Linked DNA regions of Salmo salar: region 1 is linked to region 2. Evidence: chromatin contacts called from public Hi-C data. All regions are on one chromosome and are shown on one strand. The core of a region is the stretch at or near the end of the contact, and the rest is flanking DNA. Distances in the headings are between cores, read along the strand shown. Region 1 overlaps LOC106583953 (WW domain-containing transcription regulator protein 1). Region 2 holds the start of LOC106583953 (WW domain-containing transcription regulator protein 1).

The links. Hi-C and Micro-C count contacts between places; a contact is called where the count stands out from the background.
Region 1: a contact with region 2 is called in a Hi-C map of muscle, with 3 times the contacts expected there. The contact joins the enhancer-like site here to the promoter of LOC106583953 in region 2. A contact is called at or near these places in 2 of 3 Hi-C or Micro-C datasets (gill and muscle).

What each region holds. Positions count from the first base shown.
Region 1 is chrssa23:4,155,883-4,162,858 of Ssal_v3.1, reverse strand. It overlaps LOC106583953 (WW domain-containing transcription regulator protein 1), which reads right to left. Exons shown (of 7, transcript XM_014168665.2): 3 at 4,168-4,281. Among protein-coding and RNA genes, the nearest start is that of LOC106583956, 27 kb to the left of the region's middle. Within about 2 kb of position 5,503, at least 3 of the 13 cell types and tissues checked have an H3K27ac peak or open chromatin away from gene starts, as enhancers often do. A contact at or near this core is called in gill and muscle, where this site is marked.
Region 2 is chrssa23:4,070,096-4,076,425 of Ssal_v3.1, reverse strand. It overlaps LOC106583953 (WW domain-containing transcription regulator protein 1), which reads right to left and starts at 2,600. Exons shown (of 7, transcript XM_014168665.2): 1 at 1,858-2,600. The coding sequence starts at 2,261.

The DNA of each region.
Region 1 (6,976 bases), core at 4,254-6,753, 84 kb before region 2:
GTAAGTTAGGCTGGAAATGGATCCCCCGCGCATAGGCTACATGTATTCATTTTATTTCACCTTTTTTTCTTTTTAACTAGGCAAGTCAGTTAAGAACAAATTCTTGTTTTACAATGACGTCCTTTGTACATGTACAAAAACACCGTACGCACGCACGCACGCACGCACACACACCACACACGGACACAGATGTAAACTGTCGGCATAAACACTTCACATGTGATAGAGCTTGGTCAGGTTGTTTCTCGCTGTCAACAGAGCCTAAGCCACATACTTTAAAGCACACCAGCAATATGGATAGAATACTGCTCCTGCGCTTAAGAAGGGAAACCAGATGGCCAGGACAGACTAGACCTCCAGCAATAGCATCTAGACTTGGCTATTCCAGACAACAGACAAAAGGGGTCAGTAAGGTTGGTTTCAGAAAAAAAATAAGAAAAAAAAGAGAACATTGTTTTTGGGACTTGTCTACTGTCTCTAGTCAGATAAATATCAGCTCATTCTTTCGAAGACTGAATAATCACTATCAAGCAGTGATGAGCTGTTTTCTTTGTTACCAGCGGTCGTTAATAATTAGCCAGGCCCCTATGTCCGACTCGGTGAGCCCGGCCAGCTCAGTGACACAGAGTGAGAGGAGTGTAGCTTAACGAAGGCCAGGACAGTGATGCAGTGTTCCGTTTTCTGTCTCAGGACAGGACAGACACACGGTCGCCCTGCTCTCACAGGAACAACTAGACTGACAGAAAGAGAGAGAGAAATGGGGGGGGGAAGAAAGATGTGTGATCGAAGCACAACAAGCATACAGTATTTAGTTAGTGTACAGGACAGAGCCTGCCTTGGGTCTGGACAGAACAGGAGACGGAGAAATGTGATCATGATTTGGTCAGTTCATTCACTTGGTCAACATTATTCACACCTCAATGGAGGTCTTTAACTGCAGCTTCACCAGTATTTTTTCAACAGTATTGAATAAAAACTTGCTCAAACTTTTAATGGATTCTCCAGAGCACAAAGTCATTGTGTATGTGTGACATAAACTAATCACACATGGCATAAATGTAGCAGTAAAGGCCCGATTTGGAGCTGAAAAGGCACATGGCACAAAAAGCAGACAGTCTGGTGGTTTCAGTGTGGACAGACAGTCTGCTCTCTCTCCTTCACCCCATCTCTTTCCTTCTATCTCTCTCAGCACATCTGTTTCTCTTTCCCTCCATCTCGCTCTCCTTTGCCTCCTCTCTCTATCTCCTCCTCCCCTCTCTCCTTTGGCAGTTCAGTGTGCCTCTCTCCCCCCATCTGTCAGCTGGACCTGTAGTTTACTTGAAGTCTGGATGAAGAGCAAAGAAGGAACATACATAGTTTACCTAACCTCCTTTCCCAAATCACAACCAAATGGGTTCAACACAGACTAAAAGTGTGTGGGGAAAGTTTGACTCATGTAAGAAAAAAATGGTTGTGGCCTAGCTGTTATGCAATGTATGATTTCATCTTTCTTTCTATAAAAGCAACACATTTGTGGAACATAAGGTGTTCCTCAGAGCCCCTTAACGTACTTCACAATTCGGCAAAATAACCATCCATAATCGTCCTATTACACTCAATGATGTAATTCCCAGAGGCTCGATGCACGGCCATTTTGGTTCCAAAGCTATTCATCGCAACAGCCTTCACGTTTGGTGAAGGGGCCAGACAGGAAACCGTCCATTAGACATTCAAACATATCAAATAGATTATGCTTACAGCTATTAAGAGGCCTGGGCTAAAGTACATGACAATGATGGGAACATTTATTTATTATACCCTTGTTTTGTTAGAACCAAATAGCTTGAGTGGAGGCCCTAAGTTTGGATAGGGGCCAAACAGACAGACACACACATGCATGCAATTGCACACAACTCAGAGCAGAATTTGTAGGTTTGGGTCTGGGACAAGCTTATAGGGCAGGACACATCCTGTCAGAGAGTGCATATTGGGGCTGCAGAAAACAGACTGCAGGCTTTGCACAGCTCCACACAGCCTCAGTCACAAGTAAAATAACACTCCTCCCTCCTGTTTTACCCTCCTCTTCTCCCATGATCTCCCTCGCGCTTCCTCACCTCTCTCCCCTCACCTCCCCCTCTCTAACCTCGCCGATAGACTAGAGCAACAAGACGACGAGCCAGCACACTACAACCCCTCACAACTCTGTCACAACATCAGTAGAGAAATAGAGACAGAGAGAGATTGAGAGAGAAAGGAGTAGCAGAGAAGTTGGGGTCAAAGTAAAAGGGAGGAGGTAAGGGTGTTGAGAGAAAAACAGAAAGGAAGAAAGGGAGGCTGAGAAACGGGGGGGGGACCGTAGGTACCGAGTGGCGCTGCTCTGCCAACAAAGACCTAGTTTCGTTTACTTCCCAGAAACAGCATCAGCTAACACGTGGAAAAACTGACAAACTCAATAAAACCTCCACCATCTCCTGTGTGCGTGCGTTCGTGGGTGTGTTACATTTGATAAGAGACAGCAGAGTGATTTAATATAATATAAAAGGATATGTGGAAGTGACACTTGTAAGGATCGAATTTTGTGTGTATGTTTGCGTGTGTTTGTATGTGCATGCTTGCACGCGAGTGTGTGTGGTCGGGGATCAGGCAGGCTGGCAGCACTCACACACAGCCAGTATTTGGGGACAGCCTCTTGTGCAACAGGACCCGTTTGGGCGGCTGGCTGGGGGAATGAAAGACTAAAACTAAAAAGTAAATGCATTATTTTAAGGCAGTGCCAGCTAAAGATAAAGTGGACTATAAGTTAATGTTTTCCATATTCAAAAGGAATTTTTAACAGAGCAATTTAGTGTTGATATGTTCCTCTCCTGGATGTGTATACCAGTCCAAACAATTCCCATTTTAAAATCTGACACCAATTAACTCTCCTCTGTCAAAGAAAGCTTCTGTTTTGCCTCGTTGGTCTTACCTCATCCATCTAGGGACCGGACAACATCCATCTAGGGACCGGACAACATCCATCTAGGGACCTGACAACATCCATCTAGGGACCGGACAACATCCATCTAGGGACCTGGCAACATCCATCTAGGGACCTGGCAACATCCATCTAGGGACCTGGCAACATCCATCTAGGGACCTGGCAACATCCATCTAGGGACCTGGCAACATCCATCTAGGGACCTGGCAACATCCATCTAGGGACCTGGCAACATCCATCTAGGGACCTGGCAACATCCATCTAGGGACCTGGCAACATCCATCTAGGGACCTGGCAACATCCATCTAGGGACCTGGCAACATCCATCTAGGGACCTGGCAACATCCATCTAGGGACCGGGCAACATCCATCTAGGGACCGGACAACATCCATCTAGGGACCGGACAACATCCATCTAGGGACCGGACAACATCCATCTAGGGACCGGACAACATCCATCTAGGGACCGGACAACATCCATCTAGGGACCGGACAACATCCATCTAGGGACCGGACAGCATCCATCTAGGGACCTGACGGTGCGGAGGTTATCCAGCGCACAGAGCTCCTGGGTACTCTCCTGTTGCTCCCCCAGACAGACACACACGCCAAATCATAAACGCACCTCGTCCACGCATAAACACACCTCAGATACGACATCTCCCACTATTTCACTCACATCACTAACTAACACACAGAAACTAAAACATACTTTAGTTGAAATACAAGCACACAAATGCATACGTCAAGTACACATGCAAAATCAATCATCATGCAGGGATAGGAGAGCACTGTCAGGACAGGAAGTGACAATCACATGTAGAAAGCAGGAGAACCATTGGTCACTGGTGGGAGGGAGAGGCAATCATTTTTATTGGCTTTCATAAATCAGAGTTGGCACTGTCATTGGCTATTGGAATCAGACTTGGTACCCAGATAAGCATGTGATTGGGTTTCTCAGGAAGATTTAGCTAACTCTTGTCCAAGCAAAGCATTCCTCTAGCTTCTCACAGGCAAAGCTCAGTCCCAGGAGGCAACAGGGGGAAAGGGGTCAATGGTCAGGTATGAGGGATCAAGGGGCATGGTTTGATTAGTTTAATGCTAGTAATTTTGGGGATGAAGGGGGTTGGTTGGGTTGGAGGTTTGATCAAGTTGAAAAAGGTACCGATTTGGGGGATTTGCGGTCCACTTGCGGTCCAGAGGGTACTTACTGAGGCGAGCATCCACGCGCGGGTCGATCCAAGACGTTCTTTGCGTTTTGTGGTCAATGAAGTAGGTTTCTCCACTAGGGTTTTCAGCCTGCTCCCAGCCATCAGGTAGCTCTCCTGTTCACAAGCAGCAGCAACACCACGTCAGCCAGAGTACTTCAACTTTACCAAGCCTGACTGATGCAGGTTTCTTGTGACCAAATTTCATATCTTACAGTATGTTCATTTGATTGGACAATAAAGCTTTTGGGGGATTTGAATTCTTTGGAGCAGAAACATACTGGTGAACAGTAAGCTAAATAATTACAGTTTGACACATTTTCAATGTTTCTTCCTCAGTCACTCACCTTTTGTTTCATCAGGTGATTTGACTAAGAATACAGTCAAGGAGTTGAAGTGGAATGGAGAGGAGCAGAGTGCTTTCTCACAAGTTTCATGATGAGTCAACATGGCTAACAGTGGAGATGAGCCTAGTCATGACTAGAGCTAAATCTGAAAACGGCTGAGTTCACTCACCGAGTTGCCATGGGAGATAGAGTGTCAAGGGATGAGTGGGAGGTGAAATTCCACTGAATCTATTCTAGAACTACAGGGACAGTGGTCATGATCACCAAACGTAGTAGTGGAGAGATACCAGGTAGCTACAGTATATTTCTAGTCGTTTCTTAGAATCAGGTGTTTTAGTGCTGGTCTGAAACAAAACCCTGCACACCATCACCTCTCCAGAACCAGGATTGGTGATGATCACTCTAGATACCCGTACAAGAATCACAGCACTCCTCAGGGAGTAGACAGAATCGACAGTACGGGATCAAGACCTGTAACTGGCAACCATAGACCTGTGTGTTGTCTGTTAAAACCCTAAAGCAAAGTGTGCTAACATGTCCATCTGAGAGGAGAGAAGAGAAGAAAACAAAGCAGTAGAAAACAGCCATCAGGACAACAAAGACAAAGATAATTCCCCTTCAACAAAGACTGGGGTGTCCGGGGGGGGTGATGATCAAATCCAGTTTTGAGAGATAAAATTAAACTTGTGAAAACTTTCCATGGAAGATATGCACAAAAGTTTGAATTAGGCCCACAAGCTCCAGTCAGGATTAGTCCTGATGTGCTTTAGGAACATCCATCAGAGTTCATTTAAAGTAGGTGACCAGACGTCACCGGTTTCCAGGAACAGTCCCCGTTTTTGGTGGCCTGTCCCCAGAAATGTCCCCGTTTTTAACAGTGCATTAAAAACAGACTGCAAAGTGAAATTATATATTACGTGGCAAGAAAGACCAGGCAGCAGAGCCTACCGGTTGACGTCTCAATCGCGTTGTGCTCGTTTTGTCCAACAGAGGGGGCTGTATAGCTATAGCAGCTTCATTCACTCTTCTTCTACTAACTACTTGCTCGCGGCAGTGTTGCCAACTTAGCGACTTTGTCACTATATTTAGAGAGTATTCAGAGCCCTCTAGCCACACATTTTCAAAAAAGTGACTAGCAACAAATCTAGCGACTTTTTCTGGTGTTATTGGAGACTTTTGGAGACCCTGACGTGAAAGCACGTATTGTTCTTACTCTTCTCAACGAGCAGCGGGTGTTGCCGTGGGCCCCACCCCCATCCCAAAGCACTCACAGGCGGCCCAGTCCTCGCGCAGCTGCAGTCAGAGCAGGAGATATTCACCCCTCTGCCTCCAGGCTGCAAATGAATCGCGCATGCGGGAAGCCGCCGCTGGCTGATCCCGCCCTGGCTTACATAAAAATAAAAAATGAATTCACCTGAATTAGGGCCAGACTAGTTACCATCATTTTCTTACATTGCCATTGACAGTTTTTTCTATTGTCTCTTTTTGGTCCATTTAGATTGTTAATGTAGATTGCATACAAACATTTGTTTTTTTTATGTTATGGTTAAAAAATTTCATGTTTTACTGTGACTTGTTGTAGGCTCCTAAGTGGACCATAAGGTTAAAAACCAAAACAAATTAAGAAAACTAAACAAAAAAACAAAACAATAAAAAATGAAGTAAGTCCACCGGAGTGTCTCTTTTGGGACTTTTGCCAGTCCCAAGCTTAGATAAAGGAGGAGGGTTGGAATTGTGACATAAAAATAAAAAATAAAGTTCATTTGTAGTTCTAAACATATTTAGTTTTTTTTTTTACTCACTTTGTCTCTCCCACGACGTTATTCCTCTCTCCTACAACGTCCATCACAATTACATGCACATGGCCAATTATGCAAATTAGGTGATGACGTCATTTAGCAACTTCTAGAACAGCCAATAGCTACTTTCCTTACTGAGGAGTTGGCAACACTGGCTCACTCTAGTTTTAGAGAAAACTGCTGTGGAAAACTCAGCCAGAAGCTAGCAAGTGTCAAGTGAATCCACAATATCACCACAAAGTATTTTCAAGCCAGGTAAGTTACAATCGTTTGAGATACTAGCTAGTGATGTTATGTCACCATTTTTTATATAGGATATATGATCTGCTCTATAAGGTTTTAAATAGCTTATGTTAGCTAACATAAGCTATGTCGACTAAGTTATCTAGCTAGGATAGCTAGCTACTGTCATGGTAGCTAGGTAAAAAAAAGTTCACATGTAAACATGCAGTGGACGGGCTATTTTGAAAATATGATTATATTAAATGAATGCACAATTAATTATGAGAATATTTATTTGTAGATTACAATTTTAATGGTTTGGCATTATAATAAGTAGTGTGAAAATACATTTTTAAATTCTCATGGATAACATTAGCATAATGTTTTCTGTTAGAGTGGAGAGGAAGGAGAGGAAGACTGGATAGGAAGAAGAGTGAAAGAGGA
Region 2 (6,330 bases), core at 1,351-3,850:
AACACCTACGTGACAATGCATTTCATTGACTACAGCTCAGAGTTCAACACCATACTGCCTTCTAATCTCATCACTAACCTAAGAACACTGGGACTAAACACCTCCCTCTAACTAGATCCTGGACTTCCTTACGGGCCGCCCCCAGGTAATGAGGGTAAGCAACTACACACGGGGGCTCCTCAGGGGTGCATGCCTAGTCCCTTCCTGTACTCCCTGTTCACCCACGACTGCTTGGTCATGCACGACTCCAACACCACCATTAAGTGTGGGCTCCCGAGTGGCGCAGCGTTCTAAGGCACTGCATCTCAGCGCTAGAGGCATCACTATAGACCCTGGTTTGACTCCAGGCTGTATCACAACCAGCCGTGATTGGGAGTCCCATAGGGCAGCGCACAATTGGCCCAGACTCCAGCCCCCCCAAGTCAGCGACTGTTCTCTCAGCTACCATATGGCAACTGGTACCGGAGCGCCATGTCTGGGACCAAAATGCTCCTGAACAGCTTTTACCCCCAAGCCATAAGACTGAACAGATAATCAAATGGCTACCCTGACTATTTGCATTGACCCATTTTTTATTTGCACCAGCTCTAAGCACACTCACTGGACTCTACCCACACAGTCACACACAGTCACTGGACTCTATACTACACTGACACGCCAACACACACACACATAGGCTACCTACGGTCGCTCACACACACATACTTTCACACACGGTGCTGCTACTGTGTTTATTATCTATCCTGATTGCCAAGTCACTTTTACCTCTACCTACAAATTACCTCAATTACCTCGTACCCCTGCACATTGACTCGGTACTGGTACCCCTTGTATATAGTGTCATTATTGCTATTTTATTGTGTTACCATTTCCTTTATTTCTACTCTAATTTCTTACTTTGCATTGTTGGGAAAGAGATGGTAAGTAAGCATTTTACAGTAAAGTCTACAATTGTAGTATTTGGCGCATGTGACAAATAAAATATGATTTATCCCCGTGCGTGGGTGAGGATTAGAAACACTACAGCCATTGTGGTTTAACCGGCTGGGGCTCAGAACGAAACCAAAGACAACTTCAATGCTGTTGCACAATACACTAGAGGTGGTCTGTGATCACGTTGCACAAGGAGATACTTCACTAATGAATGGGGAAACGTTCCATTGAGTTTACTAGGGCCAGGTGCTCGTTTATATTATTATATAGGTCGAGCACAACACTGACTAATTCTAGCAATGAGATTATCCTACCAGCCTACATGAAAAATGTGAGTGTTCACTGCAAGCACAGACAGGTAGACTACGGCTCACGCAAAATATTTGAGGCTACACGTCGAATTAGGTTCGACTTGTTTGAACAATGCCGCATTCAAAACAATTGGGAACTCTGAAAAATATGAGGTCTAATCATGACTTCGGTTATCTTCAGGTCGGAAAGTCGGACCTGTAGAAAGAGGCCGAGTTGGAATACCGAGTTGGATGATCAAGTTCCCAGTTGTTTTGAACGCACTGAAGTCGTAAGTGGGAGATTTCCGAGTTCCCAGTTGTTTTGAACGCGGCATAAGTGGTGGCATTATAGGGTCTTAGCTGACAGCGTCAAACAAAGACACAAAAACAGTGTACTCAGTCAAACTGGCCGCACAGTGCTCAAAAGGGGGCACTTGTTCAGCACAGTGAGCCAAAACGATTGTTGTTGGGATTTACACTCAAATTACACAGATTTTCTACAACCCATTTAGGCCCATCACTTGAGATGAACCAAAGTTATCTGAAGTGAGGCTTGCACTGACTGAACCTGGTGTTTTGTTTTTTAAAGGGACTGGGGACATTTGTGTGTTTTCTGTATAATAAAAAAGCTTACTTGAGAAAGTACTTCTGTCCAGTTGACGTGTAGGCCATCTCCCATCCAGGAGGCAGGGGCAACTCTTCGGCAACATCGAAAGACTGGTGCCGGATATGCGAGTGATGTACTGGGCTTGGAGTTGGATTGGCTCCCAATCCAAGCTGTAAGGACGCGGGCGAGGAATGTGACCGTACGTGTTGTACGGTGAGCCTGGGAGGGTGGCTGCCCGAATCAGTGCTCGACTGTCGGGAGTGAGATCCAGAATCTGGCTCCTTGAAAAAAGACTCGGGTAACATTTTTTTCCTCCATGAACTGGGTTTCGGGTTCATAACCGAATTAAAAAGCGCCTCGAGATCCGTATCAGAGTCCTGAGCGACATGGATAACTTGTTGTCCTGGCATTGGCTGCAGTGGGTTGCTCATTTTGGCTTAGTGGTAAAGTTACAACGCAATACAGAAAATATAAAACGAAAACGTTTCGAGGCGAAGAGAGATATCAAACCTTGAGCTCTCTTGAAACGTTCATAAACCCTCCTCTGTGTGGATAAAAATAGTTATCACCTTACTGCCGTCAAACTCGCGTTAAAACAATTCTGAAAGAGTTAGATAAAAACACTAAAATGTATCCCTACATTAGAAAAGTAATAAGAAATGTACTTTCTCTTTGCCTCGGCCAGTTCGATAGCTCTTGTTGGTGCTGCCCGAACTTCACTCCCGTCCCAAAGTTTAACTCAACTTTTTTACGACGCCTGTGTCAGCAGTCGTTCATGAATTATTCATGAGCTCCGGCGCGAGAGGGGTTTAGTACAGATTCGTGATTACAAAACAATCTCTCAAATGACTGAAACTATTGATGGCGGGTGTAACAATTATAAAAATGTTTAAATAGTTACTACTCAACTCCACAAAGTTGCGGAATAGAGTTGTTGAGAGTTTGTTTTAGCAACAAATCACGGCTGCTTCATTCTGTTACATTTGGAGATAATTTGGGGATGGTCTATAGGCCTAGAGACTAAGAACTAAAACAATGTTAAGAATAGTTCAAGTTAGTGGAAAACTGACCACAGAGCCTATCTGTCGATTGGACAAGTGAAATCATTTTGAATGTAAAGTAGTGAAAAAAATTACCCATCTGTTGAATAATAACTTGAAACTTGTGAGGTTCTGAGATGTTTTGTCATTAATTTGCCCATATATAGTATCATGAAAGATAGGCTGCGCCCATGCATGTCAGATGTAGGCTACCCTACTTTTTCCCTCCACAGTGCATTTTCACTCCCACTTATTCAACACAGAGGCCAATTCTGTATAGTGTGTCCAGAGGTCTACATTAGAAAAAATGACAAAAACACTGTGTTTGCTATCATTTCATTACTATGTCAACATATGTTAGACTACTCATGGTGGATTCTGTCTAAAGTTTTTGTTTAAATCTAAAAGATTCACTAATGAGTTATACCTCGCAAAACCCAGACAAAAATAAAGACCATGATTTTGGGAAATTTCACAAAATTTAAACTATTGAATAGTCTTTCTGGCAAAGGATTGTTGACATATATTTGAGATTTGTATCTAAAAACATATGAGAAATCATTTATCAAAGTTGGCATATTTATTAAATTTTGTCCTCACCCAGGCCTCCTTTAAGACTCCATATAGCTTCATCTATAGGTGCTAAAAAGCAAATATTGGTATCATAAGAAGCTTTACCGCTTGCTCTGTACTATGAGTAGTATTTTGATTTTTTTTTAGGTTTTACATTCATTTATGAATATAGAAAAATCAACATTTAGAAAAAGGCATTTGTTTAAATATATTGTTGAACATAATATACTCTAAGAGTGAGATCTCTGCTACTTTTATAGCTATGATCCAATTTGTAAGCATTACCAACAGTGTGAATGTGAAAATGGAGTCACCCTCTGCTGGTTATTTGTAGGATGCTATGTTCAACTATATACAGTGCATTCGAAAATTGTTCAGACCCCTTGTTACTTTACAGCCTTATTTTAAAATGGATGAAATTGTTTTTCCCACTCATCAATCTACACAAAATACCAAATAATGACAAAGCAAAAACAGGTTTTAAATTATTTTAGCAAATTTATTCTAAACAAAAAACTTAAATATCAAATTTACATAAATATTCAGAGCCTTTCCTCAGAACTTTTCAGTACTTTGTTGAAGTACCTTTGGCAGTGACTACAGCCTTGAGTCTTCTTGGATATGACGCTACAAGCTTAGCACACCTGTATTTGGGGAGTTTCTCCCAGTCTCTGCGGATCAACTCAAGCTCTGTCAGGTTGGATGGGGAGCGTCGCTGCACAGCTATTTCCAGGTCTCTCCAGAGATGTTCGATCAGCTTCAAGTTCTGGTTCTGGCTGGGCCACTCAAGGACATTCAGAGACTTGTCCCAAAGCCACTCCTGCATTGTCTTGGCTGTGTGCTTAGGGTCGTTGTCCTGTTGGAAGGTGAACCTTTGCCCCAGTCTGAGGTCCTGAGCGCTCTGGAGCATGTTTTCAACAAGGATGTCTCTGTACTTTGCCCCGTTCATCTTTCCCTCGATCCTGACTAGTCTCCCAGTCCCTGCCACTAAATAACATCACCACAGCATGATGCTGCCACCACCATGCTTTACCGTAGGGATGGTGCCATGTTTCCTCCAGACGTGACACTTGGCATTCAGGCCAAAGGGTTCAATCTTGGTTTCATCAGACCAGAGAATCTTGTTTCTTTGAGTCTCTCTTTTGGCAAACTCCAAGCGGGCTGTCATGAGCCTTTTACTGAGAAGTGGCTTCCGTCTGGCCACTCAACCATAAAGACTTGATTGGTGGAGTGCTGCAGATGGTTGTCCTATTGGAAGGATCTCACATCTCCACAGAGGAACTCTGGAGCTCTGTCAGAGTGACAATCGTATTCTTGGTCACCTCCCTGAGCAAGGCCCTTCTCCCCCGATTGCTCAGTTTGGCCGGGCGGCCAGCTCTAGGAAGAGTCTTGGTGGTTCCAAACTTCTTCAATTTGAGCATGATGGAGGCCACCGTGTTCTTGGGGACCTTCAATGCTGCAGAACATTGTTGTACACTTCCCCAGATCTGTGCCTCGACACAATCCTGTCTCGGGAGCTCTACAGACAATTCCTTCGACCTCATGACTTGATTTTTGCTATGTCATGGACTGTCAACTGTGGGACCTTTATATAAACAGGTGTGTACCTTTCCAAATCATGTCCAATCAATTGAATTTACCACAGGTGGTCTCCAATCAAGTTGTAGAAACATCTCAAGGATGGTCAATGGAAACAGGATGCACCTGTGCTCAATTTTTTTTCTCATAGCAAAGGGTCTGAATACTTATGTACAGTACATACAATTTCTAAAAACCTGTTTTCACTTTTTCATTATGGGGTGTGTGTAGATGAAATAAAAATAAAAATGTCATCAATCTATTTTAAAATAATGCTGTAATGTAACAAAATGTGGAAAAAGTCAAGGGGTCAAAATACTTTCCGAATTCACACATATACAGTACCAGTCAAATGTTTGGACACACCTACTCATTACATGATAGTATGTAGAATAATAGTAAAGACATCAAAACTATTAAATAACACATATGGAATCATGTCGTAACCAAAAAAGTGTTAAACAAATCCAAATATATTTTATATTTGACATTCTTCAAATTAGCCACCCTTTGCATTGATGACAGCTTTGCACACTCTTGGCAATATTTATATTATTTGGCCTACAATCCGAGATGCAGGTAACTCTAATGAACTTATCCTCTGCAGCAAAGGTAACTCTGGGTCTTCCTTTCCTGTGGCGGTCCTCATGAGAGCCAGTTTCATCACAGCGCTTGATGTTTTTTGCAACTGCACTTGAAGAAACTATCAAAGTTCTTGAAATTTTCCGGATTGACTGACCTTCATGTCTTAAAGTAATGATGGACTTTCGTTTCTCTGCTTATTTGAGCTGTTCTTGCCATAATATGTACTTGGTCTTTTACTAAATACGGCTATCTTCTGTATACCACCCCTACCTTGTCACAACACAACTGATTGGCTCAAACGCATTAAGAAGCAAAGAAAATCCATAAATGAACTGTTAATTAACAGGTGTGCCTTGTTGAAATGCATTCCATTTGCATTCCAGGTGTTGAAATCACCTCATGAAGCTGGTTGAGAGAATGCCAAACGTGTCCAAAGCTGTCATCAAGGCAAAGGGTGGCTACTTTAAAGAATCTCAAATATAACATATATTTTGATTTGTTTCACACGTTTTTGGTTACTACATGATTCCATATGTGTTATTTCATAGTGTTGATGTCTTCACTATTATTTTACAATGTAGAAAATAGTAAAAATAAAGAAAAACCCTGGAATGAGTAGGTGTGTCCAATTCAGACCCTTTGCTATGAGACTCAAAATGTAGCTCAGGTGCATTCTGTTTCCATTGATCATCCTTGAGATGTTTATAGAACTTCATTGGAGTCC